Regions from separate parts of the Sus scrofa genome. Here region 1 is linked to region 2. The links are chromatin contacts, called in public HiChIP or PLAC-seq maps. All regions are on one chromosome and are shown on one strand. The core of a region is the stretch at or near the end of the contact, and the rest is flanking DNA. Distances in the headings are between cores, read along the strand shown. Region 1 holds the start of LOC100622859 (putative inhibitor of apoptosis). Region 2 has its middle 22 kb from the start of BIRC3.

Region 1 (2,887 bases), core at 140-2,639, 60 kb before region 2:
AAAATACTTCGCCCCTGGTCTCCTCCCCTATTCTTCTTCTTGTGTGTGTGTGTGTGTGTGTGTGTGTGTGTGTGTGTGTGCGCGCGCTTTTTAGGGCCACCCGGGGCATAAGGAGGTTCCCAGACTAGGGGTCCAATCAGAGCTATAGTTGCCGGCCTACACCACAGCCACAGCAACATCAGATCCGAGCCGCGTCTGAGACCTCCTTAACCCACTGAGCAAGGCCAGGGATCGAACCCACAACCTCATGGTTCCTAGTTGGATTCGTTTCCACTGCACCACAACGGGAACTCCTCCTCCCCTCTTCTGGTGACAACTTATAATTTAGTTTAAGGATAATTATCTATGGCAATTTGCTAGCGGTAAAAAGGGAGGGTGAAAAATAGACTGCACCCATCATCAACAGTACAGCAGTTATCCAGACAATAACGTTATTTCTTAATGTCAAGTCTCTCCAGAACTAGGCAAAAAAACTACTAAGAGTTAAAATTCACCAGGAACTCGTGAATACAATGCCTTCACAATTCCAAAGCAACAATTCGCAGAAAGCAACTCACAAAACAAAACACAGCACAATGGCCTATGAAACACTGGCCTTGGGAATGTGACCGCTTGAATGAATGCCTCCGTTACACAAGGACTTGAGGTCCTATCTTTGCATATTTTTAATCTGCAGGAACTGTACAGGATTTGCCCTCTTTAGGCAAACTGTGGCTGGGGGGAAGGGGAAGGAGACAGACTGCAAGGAAAAAGAAGAGAAATTATGGAATTTTATTAATTTCCCCGAGTTATTTCTCGCAATATACAATAGAATACTAAAGTGGCAAAGCGGGGTTGTACCTATCTGAAACAAGAGATCTCGCCGATACGTTACTGTCTCCGTTTGAATATATTAAATAAAGGAATACCGAGGGTTAAGTTTAAAACCCTGCAAAAACTCTTAAAACATCTTGGCCAAAGGCCAAGGGCCAGAAAAGTGAGAAGCGGCCAGAGTAGACTTGTAAACAGGTCAATTAAAAAAATTATTTTCGACAGCATGTCTTGGAACTGGAGCTTCCGAATTAAACAAAAGCATCTTCGACAGTAGAGTAGCAAAGAGCTAACTGCTACCTGCGACCCCCGACTCCCGGCCCTGTCCTCCCCAGCCCAACTGCAGTCTCGGGGAAGGCAGGCCCCGCGGCCTGCGCGCCCCGACCCAGCCCCGCGAGGCCTGGGTCCGGAAGGACCTGCACTCACCACAGGGCAGACGCGTCCAACACGAAACAGCAGTGCCACCAGGAGCCTCCACAGTCCCGGGAGCAACGACGCGGGCTGAACTGCCGGCTGGGCTGCGCAGTTAGAGCTCCTGGGGCCCCCCCCGCCCGCTCAGGGCCCACGCAGACGCACGATGACGTCAGCGCGCCGACCGGGTGCGCGTCACTCCCTCTGCGAGGGCGCCCCGGAGTCTGTGGGCGGAGAGCGGGACCCAGCGCGCGGTCAGCCCTCAGGGGAAGGCAGGGCTGGGCGTGAGCTTGGTGTGCTAATCTTCAATCTCGCTGCGAGAGCACTTTCCCTCGCTGTCCCTCTCATCCTCCTGAGCGGGACGTGGCGAGAGCCGTCGAGTTTGAATCTTTGGAAGCCCTGGGGAAACGCCCGGGCGCGGGTGGCGAACCTCTCCCCACGTCGACTCGCCGGGATTAGTTCCCGGCCGGATTCCTCCAATGGGACCCTCCCCTCGGCGTGGATGACGGCGTTTGAGGGTGGAGTCAGCCCGGAGGCGTTTCGGCTGCAACTAAGTAAACAGCTGTAACCATTTCCCCTTTGCAGCTGCCTGGCGTCAACCTTCCACAGCTGGCCCTGGGGATGGGAAAAAAGCCAAGTGTTGGAAAGCAGAACAGCCTCAGATTAATTTTGAAGCCTTGATTCTATAATGTTGGGGGGCATATCTATTATATAATCACTATCTTTTCTGTTTTTCTCTTCTGGAGACGAATGCATTAACGAAAAGTGTCCTATTTTCATCACTAGCAAAGTGAACACGGTGTTTCAGGCCAGGCTTCACTCCCCCTTTTTTCTGAATGTGGCTAGAACGGAATATATACATTTATGTAGATGTGTGTATATGTAAATCGTACACGAACCATAAAGGAGCCCATTTGTCCATCACATTTTAAAAGTTAACTGTCAGAAAAAAATTGTAAATACAAAATACTACCTTTACTAGTCAGGGACGTTTTCCAGCCCCCTCTTTAGCAATGGGGTGAAGACAGACAGTTGCATGCAGTATTAGTTGAATGGCGGCAGGAGAATTTTTTAATTTATGTTCTGTGAAGACACTCATTGTCAATGATATCGGATGCTTTCTTCTCTCAGGGGAACTCCAGGGGGCAAATATTTCAAAAAAAACTTCCAAATAACAAGCCACTTAATTAGGCAGCCAGGGGAATTCCGAGACCCTGAACCATTTCCCATTTCCTCCCCGTCATTTCTGCCTGCCAGTCAGTAACAGAACAGGAGGGCTTCTGTTCCAATGTTAATAGTAAAAGTATTTGTAACAGCTTGTGATACAGAGAAAAGAAATGCATGCTTGATTCCCAATGACTAAAAACTTCTTCCAAATATGCACATGAGTTTTGATAGTATTTCAGTGTTTAGTTCAAGTTACAATCTCTTGGGAAGTTACAGAACTTTCTTTTTATGTGTGGGAAAATACATATAGCAAGACTTGTTCATTCTGGATTCAAGATTATTTCTCTTTTTCAGTTCTTGTCCTGACCGAAACAGTATAGGGGGAAATTCATATTTCAAAAACTCGAAGTCAGATATTAAAAAAAAACTGTAATAGCATTCAGTATAATAAATACTACTTTATAACTTTTAATCCTGTATACCCTCGCAATTTAGTGTT
Region 2 (2,837 bases), core at 225-2,724:
CTAGCCCATTTCAAATTTTCAGGAGACCACGTGGTTAGCAGCCACTGAATTTGATCCAATAGCCTTACATGTACTTACTTGGTCCTGGCTTGCTTTCTTCTTTTTTTAAATTTTTTTTCTTTCATTTATTTATTTATTTGCTTTTTAGGGCTGCATTCGTGGCATATGGACGTTCCCAGTCTAGGGGTCGAATGGGAGCTACAGCCGCTGGCCTACATCACAGCCAGAACATGCAGGCTGTTCCTCACAGTCCATAGTTGGCTTTGTTTCCGCTGCTCCATGATGGGAAATCCTCATTATCTTGACCTCTGTTATTTTCTTACTAATGTTTACCCCATCTATTCCCACCCCCCTGCAGGGGATTCAGGCTTGACTGGGAGAAACACTAACCAGGTAGCCGTTTCCAGAGGATGGGACCAAAAAACTGAAGTGAAAGCTTGATAGTCTGATTTAGTTGAAAGCAATGAGGGATAATGAGATGAGACCAAACTTATGTCGGTCAGGAAAGATAGAATCTAATGCGTAGCAAATAGAAGGTCAAAATTGGGTTTCAAAAGAAAGCCAGGACCAGAGTTCCCATTGTGACACAGCAGAAATGAATCTGACTAGGAACCATGAGGTTGCGGGTTCAATCCCTGTGCTCATCAGTGGGTTAAGGATCTGGTGTTGCGGTGAACTGTGGTGTAGATCGAAGACGTGGCTTGAATCCAGCATTGCTGGGGCCGTGGTGTAGACTGGCAGCTGTAGCTCCAATTAGACCCCTAACCTCCATAAGCCACCGGTGCAGTCCTAAAAGGACAAAAGACAAAAAAAAAAAAAAAAAAAAAAAAAGATAATGAGGGGAGAGGTGGAGAGAGGGATAAATTAGGAGTTTGGGATTAATATATACACACTACTATATGTAAAATGATCAACAAGGACCTACTGTATACAGGGAACACTACTCAATATTCTGTGATAACCTACATGTGGAAAAAATCAGAAAAAGAATTGATAGAGGTGTATGTATAACTTAATCACTTTGCTGTATACCTGAAATCCTTAAATAACACAACATTGTAAATTAATTATACTCCAACATAAAATAAAAATTAAAAAATATAGGGAGGGAGTTATAAAAAGCAGTAACAACTCTAAATTATTCTTGTTTCCTGTCTTGGACAAATGACTTCAAAAAAATGTGCAGAACATATTTCTTAACCATTACTTACATAATAATTTTTGAAAATCACACAAAATAGTGTAGGAACTGGAAATGAGCTAACGTTCTAATTTTCATAAAATGGAAGAAAGGAACTTCTGCAGAAAATTTGGGGGAAATAAATGCAAAAATCGTCTTAAGCGAGATTCTACTATGAATTAGTCAAACAGTAGTGTGTAAGCTTTTACAAAATGAAGAAGTGATCACCATGAGAGTTTGCAATCACAAGGAAAGATCTGGGTCCGACACACCCACTTCCTGTTTTGATAAGCTTAGGAGACTGGTGGTAATACTGCAGATGTCTGAATTTCATCAAAGCCCTTGGCAACGCCTCTCACCATATCTTTGCAGCAAAATGAACAGGAACTGGCTGGATGATGGCATAAGTGGTGTTAGTTTGCATCTAATGTACAATCCAACCTGATTATTGCCAAACAATTTTTTTTCTCCCTGCAGATTTTGATGATGTCTTGGGATCTGATCTCAAATTTGTCCTTTGCAATATTTTAGTGACTATAATGAATAGATTGCATGAAGATACTTCTCATCATGAAGAGACTGCTCATCACTTCATACTGCAGTAAAATCTAGGATTGATAGCCAGTAAAATGGATAATAGTCTTAGAACTTAAGATCTCAACAGGTGAGATCTGTGCTATAGCCAACCTCCACCCCCCGCATAAAATAGCTCAAAAAAAAAATATTGCAGAGATGTGATCTGTAATGTAACCTGTGTTAACTTGGCCATTCCAGCATGGGATTGGGATATGAAGAGTGTGAATAGGTTTTGGAAAGTGGGACATGATGACAGCAGCCTCCAGTTTCTATAATTACTGGAATTCTTGGCCCATGCAAATCCCTTCCCCTGGGCAGCTTCTGGGTGGCTTGTCTTTCTCCCAGTGGTCAGTAAAGGTCTCCTCAGTCACTGGCACTGATCTGGCATTGTGGCCTTGTGGCCTCAGCCTTGCTGGTGGGTGCAGGTCGCTGCTGCACTGCCACTCCTGCCAGGGCACTGTCCCGGCAGCTTCTGTGAATCCTCATGCATAGAACAGTGCCTGGCACATAGTACATACTTAATAAGTATTTATTAGATGAATGAATGCATGAATGAACTGTTAATTTAATATGAAAAACTTCCTGGAGTTCCTGAAGTGGCTCAGAGGAAGCGAATCTGACTAGTATCCATGAGGACACAGGTTCGATCCCTGGCCTCCATATGCTGCAAGCTCGGCCCTAAAAAAACCCCCCAAAACCAAAACAAAACAGGAGTTCCTGTTGCAGTGCAGTGGAAACGAATCTGACTAGCAACCATGAGGACATAAGTTCATTCCCTGGCCTCGCTCAGTGGGTTAAGAATCCTGTGCTGCCATGAGCTGTGGGGTAGGTCACAGACTCAGCTCAGATCTCATGTTACTGTGGCAGCTGTAGTTCCAATTGGACCCCTAGCCTGGCAACCTCCATATGCTGCGGGTGTGGCCCTAAAAAGACAAAAGAAACAAACAAGCAAAACAAAAACCTTCCTAACCACAGACATTTTTCAAAAGAAGGACTTTCTACCCCCCAAAGCACTGAGTTTCCTATGACTTGAGATATCCACTTGTCAGGGATATTGATTGGGTAATACATTCAACTACTA

Evidence for each region. HiChIP or PLAC-seq counts read pairs in DNA pulled down with a chosen protein or histone mark.
Region 1: a contact with region 2 is called in an H3K27ac HiChIP or PLAC-seq map of alveolar macrophages. The contact joins the promoter of LOC100622859 here to the enhancer-like site in region 2. A contact is called at or near these places in 1 of 5 promoter capture datasets (liver), 14 of 47 Hi-C or Micro-C datasets (alveolar macrophages, blood, embryonic fibroblasts and 4 more) and 2 of 2 datasets of contacts at active chromatin or transcription factors (alveolar macrophages and skeletal muscle).

The regions. Positions count from the first base shown.
Region 1 is chr9:33,040,094-33,042,980 of Sscrofa11.1, reverse strand. It overlaps LOC100622859 (putative inhibitor of apoptosis), which reads right to left and starts at 1,389. Exons shown (of 8, transcript XM_013979324.2): 1 at 1,237-1,389.
Region 2 is chr9:32,980,483-32,983,319 of Sscrofa11.1, reverse strand. No RefSeq gene overlaps it. Among named protein-coding and RNA genes, the nearest start is that of BIRC3, 22 kb to the left of the region's middle. Within about 2 kb of position 1,474, at least 12 of the 83 cell types and tissues checked have an H3K27ac peak or open chromatin away from gene starts, as enhancers often do. A contact at or near this core is called in alveolar macrophages, where this site is marked.